Linked DNA regions of Sus scrofa: all the other regions are linked to region 3. A link is a contact called in public targeted proximity ligation data. All regions are on one chromosome and are shown on one strand. The core of a region is the stretch at or near the end of the contact, and the rest is flanking DNA. Distances in the headings are between cores, read along the strand shown. Region 1 overlaps LOC102160303 (a long non-coding RNA gene). Region 2 overlaps LOC102160303 (a long non-coding RNA gene). Region 3 has its middle 67 kb from the start of ZNF706.

Region 1 (4,859 bases), core at 1,952-4,451, 140 kb before region 3:
CAATGCAAATTTGTAACCAAAGTACTGTAAGGTCCAGTTTTATAGAACCCAAGACGTCTGGGAGTCTTTTTCATTCTGTCCTGCTTTCTCTGTCCCCTTTAGTTCAAACCAGCAGCATCTCTGCTGTTACAATCCCATCTCCTGGCTTCCCCTGAGGACTGATTAGATCTGTGGTCACACCCATGATCTCTTTATGAAATGGTTGTTCAGCCACACCCTTCGAGTTCTATTCAGAATAAACTTTCTCATTTTTTTTTTTTTTTTTTGCAATATGGCAGACAATTTCCCAAAGCTCCAAGTTCTGGTTCCTTTGTGCTTAACAGTTCTTCAATTCCTCTCTCTCCTTTTGCATTTTACTCTAAGGAGCCAGGAAAAACCAAGCTGTTCCTTCAATACTGCTCAGAAATCTCCTCAGCCAAACATCCAATACTAAGGCCCACACATTCTACCTTCCATAAAACACTAAAACACAGTTCAGCCAAGTTCTTTGCCACTTTATAACAAGGATCACCTTTCCTCCATTTACCTGCTCCTCTACATAACATGCTCCATATTTACATCTGACACTTCACCAGAATTGCACTTAATGCCCATATTTCCAGACTAGTGTGATAGCGAGGACACCTCTGCACGGCCCAGTGCCAGGCTGCCATGCGGAAACCAGTCAACAAGTGAGGTTAAGCCTGCAAACCATTCCCTTGCAGGCAGGTGGCATGCCAGCCCCTGGGCAGGGAGCCATATCCATATCCAGGCCTCACTTTCAATGGGCCTCTGTTGAAGGCTGCCCGGAGTCACCGGTGGGTCAGATGCTTGCCTGTGCTCAAGTCTTTTCTAAAGCCTCTCTAAGTGTCCCACATACACACCAGTTTTCAAAGGCCCAGAAGAGTCACCAGCTCTGCAGTAGAGAAGGAGCCCCTGCACTCAGAGGCGGGGTGCTGATGGGTAGGAAGAATCCCAGCATCACTGCACTGGTGGATCAGTACATACTACTTATGTAATACAGACACTGCCAGTACAGTGTAGCATGTTGATACCCAGGTCTAAGAGCCAGATTACCATGTTCTGGCTTTGCCCCCTCCTAGTAGTGTGATCCTGGGTTAAATCTCTCAATATCTGTTTTAATTTCTTACCCTGAGAGCTGGAGATGTTGATACTAATTCTCATGTCATGGAATGATTGGTAAGAATTACATGAGTTAATTCAAGTAAAGTGTTTACACTAGTTCATGGCACATTGTAACTGCTCAAAACAATATTAGTCACTATGACGCATTCATGAGAATCCGCCTGGCTAATAGCTGATTCGCCTAATCAGGAACCAGGAGGCAATGAAGAGGCAGGGGCTGGGGGGAACAAGCCTGGATGGAGAGGGGGCCACCTTGGGACTTAACTGCCCTGAGCCTCAGTTTCTTCATTCGTAAAGTGGGGATCACATAAAATAACACCCGCAAACCTTGTCGTACAATATCTGGCTGTACTAAGTGTAAAATAAATATTTGCAACTCTCGTGTTTCAGATAAGGAAACTGAGGCACAAAGAGGAAAGAACTTGACAAAGGTTACCAGCCAGTAAGTGGAAAAGCTGAGATTTAAGCCAGGGCTGTCTGTTTTTAGAGTCACATACCCACACTTCAAACAAATTGTTGAGAATATAATTTATTCACTCATTTTTTTCTTTTTAGGAGCAGTTAACAGAATAAGATGACATTTCCCAAGCAAGGGGATAAATTTGTTCTTAAACCCAATTTCCAGTGATTTTTTTTCTCTATCCTCTTTTGCTAGACTAGCAGCTTTTAAAGCAGAGATTATATAAAAATTCATTCGACATGACATTAGACATAATAGACTCTTCTGGGGGTCCAGGCCCATTAGCGGCAGATAGGCTTAAGCTACAGTGCATATACCCAAGTCCACTTACCATGATGAAACATCCTCCCGAGAAAATCAAGTGGTGTGAAAATGCCAGCTAATACTGCTTGTTTCCGCTTGTACTCAGTACCACCAAAGTAGAAAGGATGGGTTTAGAAGCGCCTTTTTTTTTTTTTTTCTGTCTTTTTGCCATTTCTACGGCCGCTTCTGCGGCACAAGGAGGTTCCCAGGCTAGGGGTTGAATTGGAGCTGTAGCCGCAGGCCTACACCAGGGCCACAGCAACATGAAGCCACAGCAACACGGGATCCAAGCCGCGTCTACAACCTACACCACAGCTCATGGCAACGCCAGACTCAACCCACTGAGCGAGGTCAGGGATCGAACCCTCAACCTCATGGTTCCTAGTCAGATTCGTTAACCACTGAGCCACAACGGGAACTCCTAGAAACTCCTTGAGGACGGCTGCAATGCAGGTTTAGCCCGTGCACATAAATTAAACACAGGTGTGGAGGCCTGGTGACCCTGACCTGACTCCTTCTGCCAACTGCTAGTTGTGCCTCCTTGCAAACTCAACTCATGATCCTTCAGTGGGGACCCATTTGTAGTTAAGGCATCTAAGCTCAGGGGGAACCTCCTCAAAATCAGTGACTCTCAAAGTCAAGTCTACCAAGCACCTGCTTAGAAAACGTCAGGACCCTTGTTAAAATGCAGATTCCACAGCTGTAGCTGGTTCTGTTGAATCTCAGGCTCTGCCAACAAGGCTGGCGGATGTGCATTTCTGACAAGTTCTCCAGGTGACCCTAGGCCCGCTTTCTCAGCCCATACCCCAGGCAGGTGTGGGGACATGGGGCAGCTATAGAGGAATCTTCCTGACCGTGTCACGATGGGTCTATCTGGGAGCTTTGCCTCAAGCCTCAAAATCACGATCCTCCTGGAGGTGGCATCCTCAGGGACGGTGCCTCTCGCTCAGCGCTGTGTGAGTGCTGGAGTGACCTTGCTTATGAATTACGAGTAAAGGGCTTTTTAGAACAGAAGCCACCTCTCCCTGGTTTCTGACTTTTTGGCGGCCTCATGAAACAAACCAGCTTCAGGAAAGGGATGCACGTGGTGGGGGGCCATGTGGCCGTGCACCCAGCAGGCGGCCATGACTCAGCTCCGGGGGCTCGCGCCCAGTCCCGGGGCTGGGCGGGTTTGATCAACAAAGAGCTCGAATGCGCACTCCCCGGGCGGCGGCGCACCTGCCCACCTGCCTGCTGCCGGGCTGCCCGGCCCCACCCCTTCCGGAGGCGGCCCTGGAGGCGGCCGTTGCCGGCCCGGTGGGGGCGGGGGCGAGAGCAGGCTGCGGCCCCCGCCCTCTGAGTCACCCCTACCCGCCGGAACCGAGCGGGCCGCCGCCTGGTCCCGCCCCGCCTCTGCGCCTGCGCGCTGCACCCGTTCTCCCAGCCCCACTCAAGGCGCGGGCGGAGCCCGGCGAACTCGCTCCCCCTGCGTTTCTGGCACCCAGACTGCTGGGCTTCCAGAGCAGGAGCCCCTACCCCGCGTCCCTCCACAGGCGATGTCTGTCTAACCGCGCTCGCGCCGGCGGGCAGGAAAGCCAGTCTGTCTCTGTCCTATTACTGGGCCTCCCTGATGCTGCTCTCAAACCTCTGCCTGGGAAGACAGGCAAGTAGCTAGTGGCACCCAGACTCCACAGCTGTCAACTGTCCCTTTTCTTCTGCTAGTGGTTCTCAAAGGTTGCTGCCCATTGGAATCACCTGGGGAGCTTTTAATAAACTGGACAGTTAAATCAGAACCACAGATGTGGGCCCCGGGCATTGGCATTAGTGCAAAGCTATCCAGATGATTCCTGTGTACAGCCTGGGCTGCGAATCCCGAACCACGGATGCAGAGGCGGGTTTCTCAAACTTTAAACGGCATCGAAATTGCCTGGAATCTTGTTAAAGTTCAGATTCCCTCTCAGAAGGCCCGGCAGGGGCCTGAGAGACTGCATTTCTAACAAGCTCCCAGGTGCTGCTGAGGCTGCACGACAATAAATGCTCCGTGTCCCTTTACCTTTTCTCTTGTATTGTGATAGGGAAGACATGGGCTTTGGAGCAGGTAGGGGTTTGAATCTCACCTCTGCCACTTCTAGCTTGGTGAAACTGGATCTTGTTTCTTTGTATGTGAGGGCTTGATACTCTCGAGTTTCTGGTGAGGGTGACATGAGATGATGTACAGAAGGCACCTAGCACTCAGTGAGTGTTCAGAGAAGGTCCCCTGTGTTAGGATGGCTTGGCTCTCCAGTGACCCTCATGGCTGATTCGGCCAGGGATTGGCAGAAGCAGAAGGCGGTCCGTTCAGGTTCCCACTTCCCTGCTCTCCTTCCTGTTAGGAGAACTGGGGTCGAAGCCAAAACACTCACATGAAGGGGAGAAGGGGTATAAAGGCAGGAGGCAGGTGTGAGTTGGGGGAGCTGGAGAGATGGGGCAGTGGCAAGGAAGGTCCATGTGAGAGCCCTGAGGAGGGCAGTGGGACCATTCCTACTGGTGGTGAGCTCCACTCTTGGTCTTGCTCTCCTGAAACTTTAGCCCGTATATGTCTCATTTGGGGGCCCAGTGAAGGGGCTGGAAGACAGAGGTTTTGCATTAAATCTTACTGCTTTGTTTGAGACCAGTGGTGGGGACCATGTGCAATAAGATTGTGTGTGTCATGAGATCTGTGGATGCTCCATCAGGCTCTTCCCAAATGCAAGGCACGTTTGGGATTCTCTTGTTAATGTTTGAGATTGTAATTCTCTTTTCTTTTAAACCATGGGCATTTCTTAGGCCGCTCCCACAGTATATGGAGGTTCCCAGGCTAGGGGTCGAATCGGAGCTGTAGCCACCGGCCTACGCCAGAGCCACAGCAACGCGGGATCCGAGCTACATCTGTGACCTACACCACAACTCATGGCAACACTGGATCCTTAACCCACTGAGCAAGGCCAGGGATCGAACCCGCAACCTCATGGTT
Region 2 (4,890 bases), core at 177-2,676, 200 kb before region 3:
CATAAAACGGTTTTCTGTACAAGGAACTTTCCTTTTTTCCTTAATTGAAGTATAGTTGAGTTAGAATATTGTGCTAGGTTCAGATGTATTGCAAAGTGATATATATAGATATATAGATATATATATCTTTGATATATATAGATATATATATAGATATATGTTCTTTTTCAGATTCTTTTCCCTGTAGGTTATAAAATATTCAGTATAGTTCCCTGTGCTATACAGTAGGTCCTTGTTGGTTAACTGTTTTATATATAGTAGTGGTATATGTTACAAGGAGCTTTCATATCATTTACTACCCCTTTCCACTGAGGGTGTCACATCCTAATGGCTCATTTGCTTTTCTATCCCCTAGATAAACTGTGGGCCCTGGAGAACAAGGGCTTGACAAACTCATCCTTAAATTAGCTGAGTTCTAAGGATAGGAGCTTAAAGGTGCCGGTAGTCTAAAATTCTTTATTTTGGGGGTTCCCATCGTGGCTCGGGGTTAGTGAACCCAACTAGCATCCATGAGGACGTGGGTTGGATCCCTGGCCTCCTTCAGTGGGTTAAGGATCCAGTGTTGCCATGAGCTGTGGTGTAGATTGCAAATGTGGCTCAGATCCCACATTGCTGTGGCTGGGGCATAGGCTGGCAGCTGCAGTTCCAATTGGATCCCTAGCCTGGGAACCTCCATATGCCGTGGGTGCGGCCCTAAGAGGCAAAAAGACAAAAAAAAAAAATTCTTTATTTTTCTATAACTCACCTGAATATCTACTTTGGGCATCTGTTCTGAGGGTAGCATCCACAACCAGTTTGGGGGACCCTCTACCTCTCAGGTCCTGTTTTTCTCAGCTCCTTCCATGCCCCCGTTGGGTTGTGGGAAATACTTGGTTATCTGTACCCTGCAGGATGTAGGCAATGCTGCCAGCTGTTCTCAAGTCCTCTGGGACCCGACAAGGTTTGTTACTTCCTGGTCTCTTCCTTGGAAAGGAGGCCCCTCCAGGCTCTTGCCTGCCAAGATTTGCTCGATGAACCAGCAGCTCAATGCTTTTCTCCCCATGAGAAAAAATGAATTGCCCTGAACTCCTAATTATAAAAACGTCAGCCAAGGACCCTTGGAGATTTTGTTAGCTATAAACCTTAACCTTTCCAGGAAAGGAGATCACTGTTCCTGTCTGCCTTCACTTTCCCTGCAGCTTGAGGATCTGTGTCAGCAACTATGGCTCCCAGGATGGTACATATTTTCAGAAGGAACAAATATTATGATTGATTAGTAGTGCTGTCTGCATAAGAGAGGGAGAAAGTAAATATAGCTATGCTATATTTACCAACTCTGACCCATACTTTTTTCTTTTTTTTAAACATCAGACGGGTAATGTGCCAGTGTTGTAACAAGATTTGCAGGAGGCACATGTCACACAACCACGTGAACACCCAACTGTCATGCTCATGAACTACAAAAGGATCCTCTGACTCATACTTGTGATGTTACCCTGTTACTTCTCCAATATGGAGAGACAGGCCATTCAGTGGCCAAAAGTCTCCCATCCTTCTAGGAGGCCCAGTTGCTGATACTGTCCTACAGCTAGCTGGCCTAGAAGGGTGCTGCCTGGATGCAGCCTGGGTAGTAGCGTTCTTTTTGTAACAACAGTAATGGACTTAGTGTTAGTATTACCTGGGACACTCTGTGCTAGAGGTGAATCAGTATGGATGTCTGAAATGGCCAATGAGACAGGATCTCACTGAAGGTCCAGGCAGCAAGTCCAAAGGTGCTTTCATTACCTAGCATCCTGGTGGAGGTGCATGCCTGTGGGAGAGGACAAATCGCACACACAGGTTCTGCCATTTCACTGATTCCTTGGATGAAAAGAAAACAGGCGGCCTGGCCTCAAGAACTCGAAGTTGCAAGGGAAAAAAGAGCAATTCCAGCCCATATGCTCTTTCCTGCATGTGCTGGCCCTACTGCAGTAGGCTGCCCATTGAAGTTTTACTGACTCTTGCTTCTGCTAACAGGTCACAATAAAAAAAAAAAAAAAAAAAAAAAAGACTTGGAGTTGCCATTGCAGCTCAGTGGGTTAAGAACCCGACTAGCATCTCTGAGGATGCAGGTTCAATCCCCAGCCTCACTCAGTGGGTTAAAGATCTGGTGTTTCTGTGAGCTGCAGTGTAGGTCACAGACGTGATTTGGATCTGGCTTTGCTCTGGCTATGGCCTAGGCTGGCAACTGCAGCTCCAATTCTACCCCTAGCCTGGGAACTTCCATATGCCACACATTTGGCCCTAAAAATTGGGAAAAAAAAAAAAAAAAAGAAGAAGTGTTAATCTCTGGGCTTTAAATAAGAAAATGGCAGCACTCTCTGAAGGTGGTTGGCAGAACTCTACTTGTGCCCAGTGGCAGCAAAGACTGAGTGTTTTCACCCTGCAGGGCTCTCGGGGACCCCTGGGGGAGGGGCACGCTTGGGGAACAGCAGCCAAGAGAAAGCTGCTGAGGGCCAAGCTCTGATGATCTCCAGTCCTAACTCACTGCAGATCAAAGCAGCCTCACTGCATCCAGAACATATAAATATTGAATAAGGCTGCTGGGAAGATTTGAGATCCTTAAAGGAGTTAAAGGGAGGAGGAAGAGTTCAGCATAGAAGATGGTATCAAAAAATGCTGACCTTCAGCTAAGAGCTAATACACAAGTCAGCAACAAAAGGGTGAGCACGGATTCTATCAGGCGGAGCTTCTATCCCTGGCTTAGAATGTGCACATGCATTACTTCCAAGGTGTAGCTATGCAGGAATTTGACTGTCTGGGTCAGAACAACCAGGAGGAAGAAAGCGATCACTCTTAGTTTCATAGTCTCCTCCTTTACCTGCAAGTCCAGCCTGTTAGCCCGAGGCTTCTTCTGCAGAGGAGAGCTATCCACCCCATCCGGGGACATGTGTGCTCAGGGAAGGTCATTCTCTGAGGGACCCCAATCGGCTGGAGTTATTTTTGCTAAGAAGCCTTCCCAACAGCCCAAATCTGGCCCCGCCCACTGCATCTCCACAAGCGAGGCCCCGCCCACTGCGCCTCCACAAGCTGCATTGCCCTGGTCTGCCAGAGCATACGTGAGGCTGGCTTGTGTGTGTGTGTCCACCTCTCCCATGAGACCACAGACGGGGCAGATGGTGCTTTACTTGCCATTACGTCTCTTAGCAAAGTGCCCAACATGCAGTAGACACCCCCCGGGCAAGTACTGAATGAATACTTGAGAAAGATTGTCTGTGGGAGCCTCAAAGGGAGCTGTGCTGAAGAGCTGCTTGGGGGCAGCCCCCCACCCGGAAGGTGCCTCTGAGTTCTCAGGACTTCTGGCTCATTGCTGGTACCACCTGAAATATTAGCCATGGATGCTTCTCTTGCAAAGGCTGAGCCCCAGGCTTTTTCACCTGACCCCTGCCCTTTCCTAGTGGTACCCACCAATCACCCAGCCTGTCTGCCCTGGAGCACAGCATATCCAGGAGACCAATTTCGAAGCCAGGAAACTCTCCTTTGGCAGTGTGGTGATTCTAGGCACACAGTGGGTGGGACTTCCACTGCCTGGTGTAGAGGCTTTTTTTGTTGTTGTTTTTTAAATTTTTAAAAATATGCATTTATTAAATAAAATACAATTTGTGTAACTTTAAATAGTACAAATACTTTTATAACTTTTAAAATGAAAAGGTAAATGGTGATTTTTTTAATTTAGTTGTTTATTTTTTATTTTATTTTCTTTCTTTAGAGTCACACCTGTGGTATAGGGAGGTTCCCAGGCTAGGGATTGAATTGGAGCTGCAGCTGCCGGTCTACTGCCTGGTGTAGAGTCTCTCCTTGGGCTTGCCCACCTCTCTCCCTATCTCTGGCTGCTCTAAGCCCATACTCATAGGGCATTTTGTCTTTCTTAGTATTTCCCTTAGTTACTTTCCTTACCAGAGGCTGAGCTCTCACTCACTCCTTTTCTCTTTGTAGTTTCCTGGGAATGGTTGTCAGAGTGCCTAGGTTTCCAGCTGAAATTGCTCTGCTTGCAAGCCCCTGAGAGATGCTGTAACCTCACCCTGACTCCCTGGTGTTCATAGTCCATCCTCCCCAGTTCTCCACTCTCTACCTTCCAGCCTCTTCTTTCTTTCTTTTTTTTTTTTTTTCCCCAAGGCCACACCTATGGCATATGGAAGTTCCCAAGCTAGGGGTTGAATTGGAGCTGCAGCTGCCAGCCTATACCACAGCCAGAGCAATGCAGGATCCGAGCCAGGTCTGAGACCTACACCACAGTTCAGGGCAACACCAGATCCTTAGCCCAATGAGTGAGGCCAGGGATGGAACCTGCTATCTCATGGACACTAGTTGGGTTTGTTACCGCTGAGCCGCAACAGGAACTCCCCCTCTAGTCTCTTCTGAAAGCACAGCCCACTGAATGCCTGTGCTCAGGCCTCACATCCCATTAGGGTTCATCATCCCCAGACAAACCCTCCACAAATCCTGCCCTGCAGCTTCTTCACTCGGCCCCTTGGCCTCCCACCAACCCCACTGGACCCACACTCCTTGTCAGGCATTTGCCCAGGTCTCCCCTCACTTTACTGATTTGAAGGAAGAGCCTTACAGTTTCACACTGTCACCCTCCTCTGTTCCCACTTGCTCTTTCTATGACAAGGTTTCACAGCCCTTGAGGAGGTGAGCAGGAATTTACAAAGAGGACAAAGGGAAAATCTCATTCCAGGAAGAGGAAGAAGCCAATACAAAGGCTCCAAGGAAGAAAGTCAAATGAAAGCGGGACAGCCAGAAACCTGGTGTGACCTGAGGGGACAGGGTGGGGCGGGGTGGGGAGAGGTGAGGGTGGTGGTGGAAGGCCTTGCCTTGACAAGGATTTTATGGGAATCATCAAAATATCTGTGGTCAAGAGTTACTGAT
Region 3 (5,022 bases), core at 2,331-4,830:
CATGTTTTTTTTGTTTGTTTGTTTGTTTGTTTTTGTTTTGTCTTTTTGCCTTTTCTTGGGCTGCTCCCACTGCATTTGGAGGTTCTCAGGCTAGGAGTCACAGTCGGAGCAGTAGCCGCCCGCCTATGCCACAGACACAGCAACTTGGGATCCGAGCTGCATTTGTGACCCACACCATAGCTCACAGCAACGCTGGATCCTTAACCCACTGAGCAAGGCCAGGGATTGAACCTGCAACCTCATGGTTCCTAGTCGGATTCATTAACCATTGAGCCATGACGGGAACTCCAGGGTTGACAACATGTTTTGAAATCTTATGAGGAGTTCCCGTTGTGGCGCAGTGGTTAACGAATCCGACTAGGAACCATGAGGTTGTGGGTTCGGTCCCTGCCCTTGCTCAGTGGGTTAACGATCCGGCGTTGCCGTGAGCTGTGGTGTAGGTTGCAGATGCGGCTCGGATCCCACGTTGCTGTGGCTCTGGCGTAGGCTGGTGGCTACAGCTCCGATTCAACCCCTAGCCTGGGAATCTCCATATGCCGCGGGAGCGGCCCAAGAAATAGCAACAACAACAACAACAACAACAAAAGACAAAAGACAAAAAAAAAAAAAAAAAAAAAAGAAATAAATTTCCTTTAGCGTTTTCTTCTTTGGCCTTCCTGACTTTATCTTATAACTTTATGCAGTACCTGTGAGCTAATAAATAATGTATCCAAAGAACCCTGCAAATCAGAAAGGTCACCATGTGTGCATTGTTTGTCTGGCAGGAGAAATTTTTGGTTCAGAGCAAAAAAGCAAGTTTATTTTGGGGACTGGTGACTTTGAATAATAGCTGCAAGAAGAAACTGGACATAGGAGTTCCTGTTGTGGCTCAGAGGGTTAAGAACACGACTAGTATTCATGAGGATGTAGGTTCCATTCCTGACCTCACTCAGTGCCCTGAGCTGCAGTGTAGGTTGCAGACGTAGCTCGAATCTGGTGTTGTTGTGGCTGTGGCTGTGGTGTAGGCCAGCAGCTGAAGCTCCGATTTGACCCCTAGCCTGGGAACCTCCATATGCCACAGGTGCTGCTCTAAAAAGAAAAAAGAAACAGAGTTCCCTTTGTGGTGCAGTGGAAACGAATCCAACTAGGAACCATGAGGTTACGGGTTTGATCCCTGGCCTCACTCAGTGGGTTAAGGATCCGGTGTTGCCGTGAGCTGTGGTGTAGGTCACAGACGCGACTTGGATCTGGTGTTCCTGTGGCTCTGGTACACAAAAGACAAAAAAAAAAAAAGAAGGAAAGAAAAAGGGACATAAAGTCCTGCTACTTAATCTTCTTTCTAAATATTCATTTAAAAGTTCAACTTTGGCAAAATTTGACTGGTCTCAATGGATGAGATCTTGCCAGATGGGGACATGAAGAAGACGTGGGAAAGCAACAGAACCTGGGAACCTGAATTGCTGGATGTCTGCCCGCATTGGGTAAGATCTGGGGGCAGAGCCCAGAGGGGTGTCGGCCCAACCCTGACCTGGTGTCCCAAGTGCTGCCTGCCTGTTGCGCAGCTGAGGACATGAGAGACGCTGCAGAGACCAGGGCCCCTCAGTCGTCGGGCGGGCCTGGAGCTTTGTGCAGAGCCCCTACTCACCCCATTGCCAGGGGCGCTGGTACTGAATGGCTTCAGCTCCATTGTTTCTTCTGCCGCCACAGCTCCACCTCCCCCACTATGACCTTCAACAGGCCTTCTGCCCATGGAGGCATCAAACCGCCCCAAAGGGAAATGCTGATGTCAGCATTCTCTCAATGAGGAACTCTAACTTAGAGAGGTCAGACAGAGAGCCTGCACACGCAAGTGGCTGAGCCAAGCGCGCCTGTCTGCAGTTCCTCCCCACCCCCTTTATTTTTCTTTCTTTTTAGGGCCGCATGTTTGGCATATGGAGGTTCCCAGGCTAGGGGTCCAATCGGAGCTACAGCTGCTGGCCTACACCACAGCCACAGCAACGCAGGATCTGAACCACGTCTGCCACCTACACCACAGCTCACAGAAACGCCGGATCCTTAACCCATGAATGAGGCCAGGGATCAAACCCAGATCCTCATGGATACTAGTTGGGTTCTTTTTTTTTTTTTTTTGGTCTTTTTTAGTGACACACCCGCGGCATAAGGAAGGTCCCAGGCTAGGGGTTGAATTAGAGCTGTTGCTGCTGGCCTACGCCAGAGCCACAGCAGCGCCAGGTCCCAGCCACGTCTGTGACCTACACCACAGCTCATGGCAAAGCTGGATCCTTCACCCACTGATTGAGGCCAGGGATCGAACCCGAAATGTTGTGGGTCCTAGTCAGATTCATTTCCGCTGCGCCACGACGGGAACTCCCTAGTTGGGTTCTTAACCCGATAAGCCACAACGGGAACTCCCCCAGTTCCCAGCCTCAGGGCTGGTTTGGAGGTTCACGCCCATGCCATCCTCTGGGCCACTTCACCGTTGCCTCCTGGGTTCCGTGGCTTGGCTCTTTCTCGGCTGTGCTCAACTGGGTGTCAGTAAATCCAACCTCAAGAAACTTCACCTTTGTTGAGAGAAAGGAAGCCTTCCACTCCGCAGCCTACACAAGCAAGATCACGCTGTGGTTCACTCTATTTGCAATTTCCCTTCTCTGCAGGCCCCGGGACTGGCCTGGAGCTCAGGCTCTGGCTTCAGTTCTTGGCCCCCCAGCTCCAATACAGGGCCCAGGGCACAGCAGAGTCCTCTCACAATAAGGGCCCTTTCTTTTTATTTTTTATTTTTGCCTTTTTGCCTTTTCCAGGGCCACACCCGTGGCATATGGAGGTTCCCAGGCTAGGGGTCCAGTCGGAGCTGTAGCCACCGGCCTACGTCACAGACACAGCAACACGGGATCCGAGTCGCATCTTCAGCCTGCACCACAGCTCACAGCAACTCTGGATCCTTAACCCACTGAGCAAGGCCAGGGATCGAACCCGCAACCTCATGGTTCCTAGTTGGATTCATTAACCACCGTGCCATGATGGAAACTCCAACAAGGGCCTCTTCTTGGGCAGATGGCACCCTGACACCGGGCGGGTCCTGTTACCCACACTTGGAGCCACTCCTACCAGTGGAAAGGCAAAGACCTCAGACACAGAAAAGCTAACGCCCTCAGAGGCCCTGACCTCATCCACTTCCTCACACAGGGCAGGGGCAGTCCTGGTCCCTTGGAGGTGGAGCAGCGACAGGCCTGACTGGAATTGCTTTCAAATGCCCCAGTTTCATCTGTTTTCAGTCAGAGTAGGCTGGTCGACCATGAGCAAAGCCTTTCATGTGGCTAAAAATGTATAGAAATTCCAAACCAGTTTTTAAAATTCAAAATTGGACACTGAGCCCAGGAATCTTCCTCTACAAGAGAGAAGTGTGTGCATTTGTGGATTTTGTCTCAGTGCTGGAGAAACAGACTCCCAGATCATGTAACCAAAGGCCTCGAGGTCCCAGAGGCTGCACTGGTCTGGTTCCTGACAACCGTCAGATTCCAGCTTCTGATCTCTTACAGGCCTCACTGTGAACAGACTAAACTCAACATGGCTTCAAAGGCAGTGTTGCAGCATCGCCTGGGCTGTCTGTTTTTCTGGGCTCAAGTTCACTCCTTGATTGCGTGCGCTGTCTTCCCTCGAGACGCAGACTTACTCCACTCCGGCTCTTGAATCGTTTGTGTGGGGCGGGCTCACGCTTTCTGAAGGGCAACTGGTTTTAAATAAGTAGTCACAGGCTCAAGCAAAGACTACAGAATATATTTTTATTCCACTGTGGTGGACACTGCACGTGGATCAGAGAAAGCAGGAGAGATGAGGGTCAGCTCAGGACAGGAAGAGAAGACATTTATCCACAAATTACATAATCCACAATTACATAATCCATCAGCATTACCACATCAGATCCCAAACTCTCAGGGAGGAAAAAAAAAAAGTATTTGTTTTCCTTTTCCCTTGTCCTTTTTTCCCCTCTTAAGTGCTAAAAATGTGTTAATGATGCAAAATCAAATCACTTTGGACCATTAATCAACACCCACACTTGGAGACAATATTAAAACAAGTAGGAGTGGCCATTCTCATTTAATTTATCCGGTAATACTGTCCCTTGTAGCCACCGCTGTGGACTATAACATTGGATTAAAGCTCTTCTTATTCCATTTGTCACTACGAACTACTCTGTGACTCATCATTTCCACGGTCCCCACTTCAGAGATGACTCTGAGATGGATTCATCACTATGGGGACAGGGGAGGTCCAAGGCCACAGCATCTGATGATTTGTGGGCACATGACCCCAAAGTTTCTACCCTCAGACCCAATGGAAAGTGACTAGAGCCCCATGGATGTGGTGGTGACCAGATTCTCCACCAGCGATTTACTGCTGTACCACAGAGTGCCGTGAAACCTAGAGGATGGCGTTCCTGTTGTGGCTTAGTGGTAATGAACCCGATTAATATCCATGAGGATGCAGGTTCGATCTCTGGCCTTGCTGGAGGATCGGGCAAGGATTGGGCATTGCTGTAGCTATGGTGTAGGCCGGCAGCTACAGCTCCGATTCTGTTCCCAGCCTGGGAACTTCCATATGCCTTGAGTGCAGCCCTTAAAAAAAAAGAAGAAGAAAGAAAGGAACCTAGAGGTTTTTGCTTTTTTTGTTTTGTTTTGTTTTTGTCTTTTCTAGGGCCGCTCCCGCAGCATATGGAAGTTCCCAGGCTAGGGAGTCTAATCAGAGCTGTAGCCACCGGCCTATGCCAGAGCCACAGCAACACGGGATCCTTGACCCACTGAGCAAGGCCAGGGATCGAACCCACAACCTCATGGTTCCTAGTCGGATTCCTTAACCACTGCACCACGACGGGAACTCCAAAACCTAGAGGTTTAACACTACAATCACTTTCTTACATCTAAGTTTCATGGGGCAGGAATTCAGGGAGGATGTGGCCAGGTGATTCCTCTGTGGTCTGTGGGGTAGACGCAGGCAGTATTCAGTGGTGTTCAGGTGGCCTCTGGTCTGGTCTGGAGGGTCCAGGCG

The links.
Region 1: a contact with region 3 is called in a targeted proximity ligation map of alveolar macrophages. A contact is called at or near these places in 3 of 47 Hi-C or Micro-C datasets (fetal heart ventricle, liver and skeletal muscle) and 1 of 2 datasets of targeted methods (alveolar macrophages).
Region 2: a targeted proximity ligation map of alveolar macrophages shows a contact between it and region 3. A contact is called at or near these places in 1 of 47 Hi-C or Micro-C datasets (embryonic fibroblasts) and 2 of 2 datasets of targeted methods (alveolar macrophages and skeletal muscle).

What each region holds. Positions count from the first base shown.
Region 1 is chr4:35,837,138-35,841,996 of Sscrofa11.1, reverse strand. All of the region lies in intron 1 of LOC102160303 (a long non-coding RNA gene), which reads right to left. Among named protein-coding and RNA genes, the nearest start is that of ZNF706, 71 kb to the right of the region's middle.
Region 2 is chr4:35,894,702-35,899,591 of Sscrofa11.1, reverse strand. All of the region lies in intron 1 of LOC102160303 (a long non-coding RNA gene), which reads right to left. Among named protein-coding and RNA genes, the nearest start is that of YWHAZ, 83 kb to the left of the region's middle.
Region 3 is chr4:35,698,844-35,703,865 of Sscrofa11.1, reverse strand. No RefSeq gene overlaps it. Among named protein-coding and RNA genes, the nearest start is that of ZNF706, 67 kb to the left of the region's middle.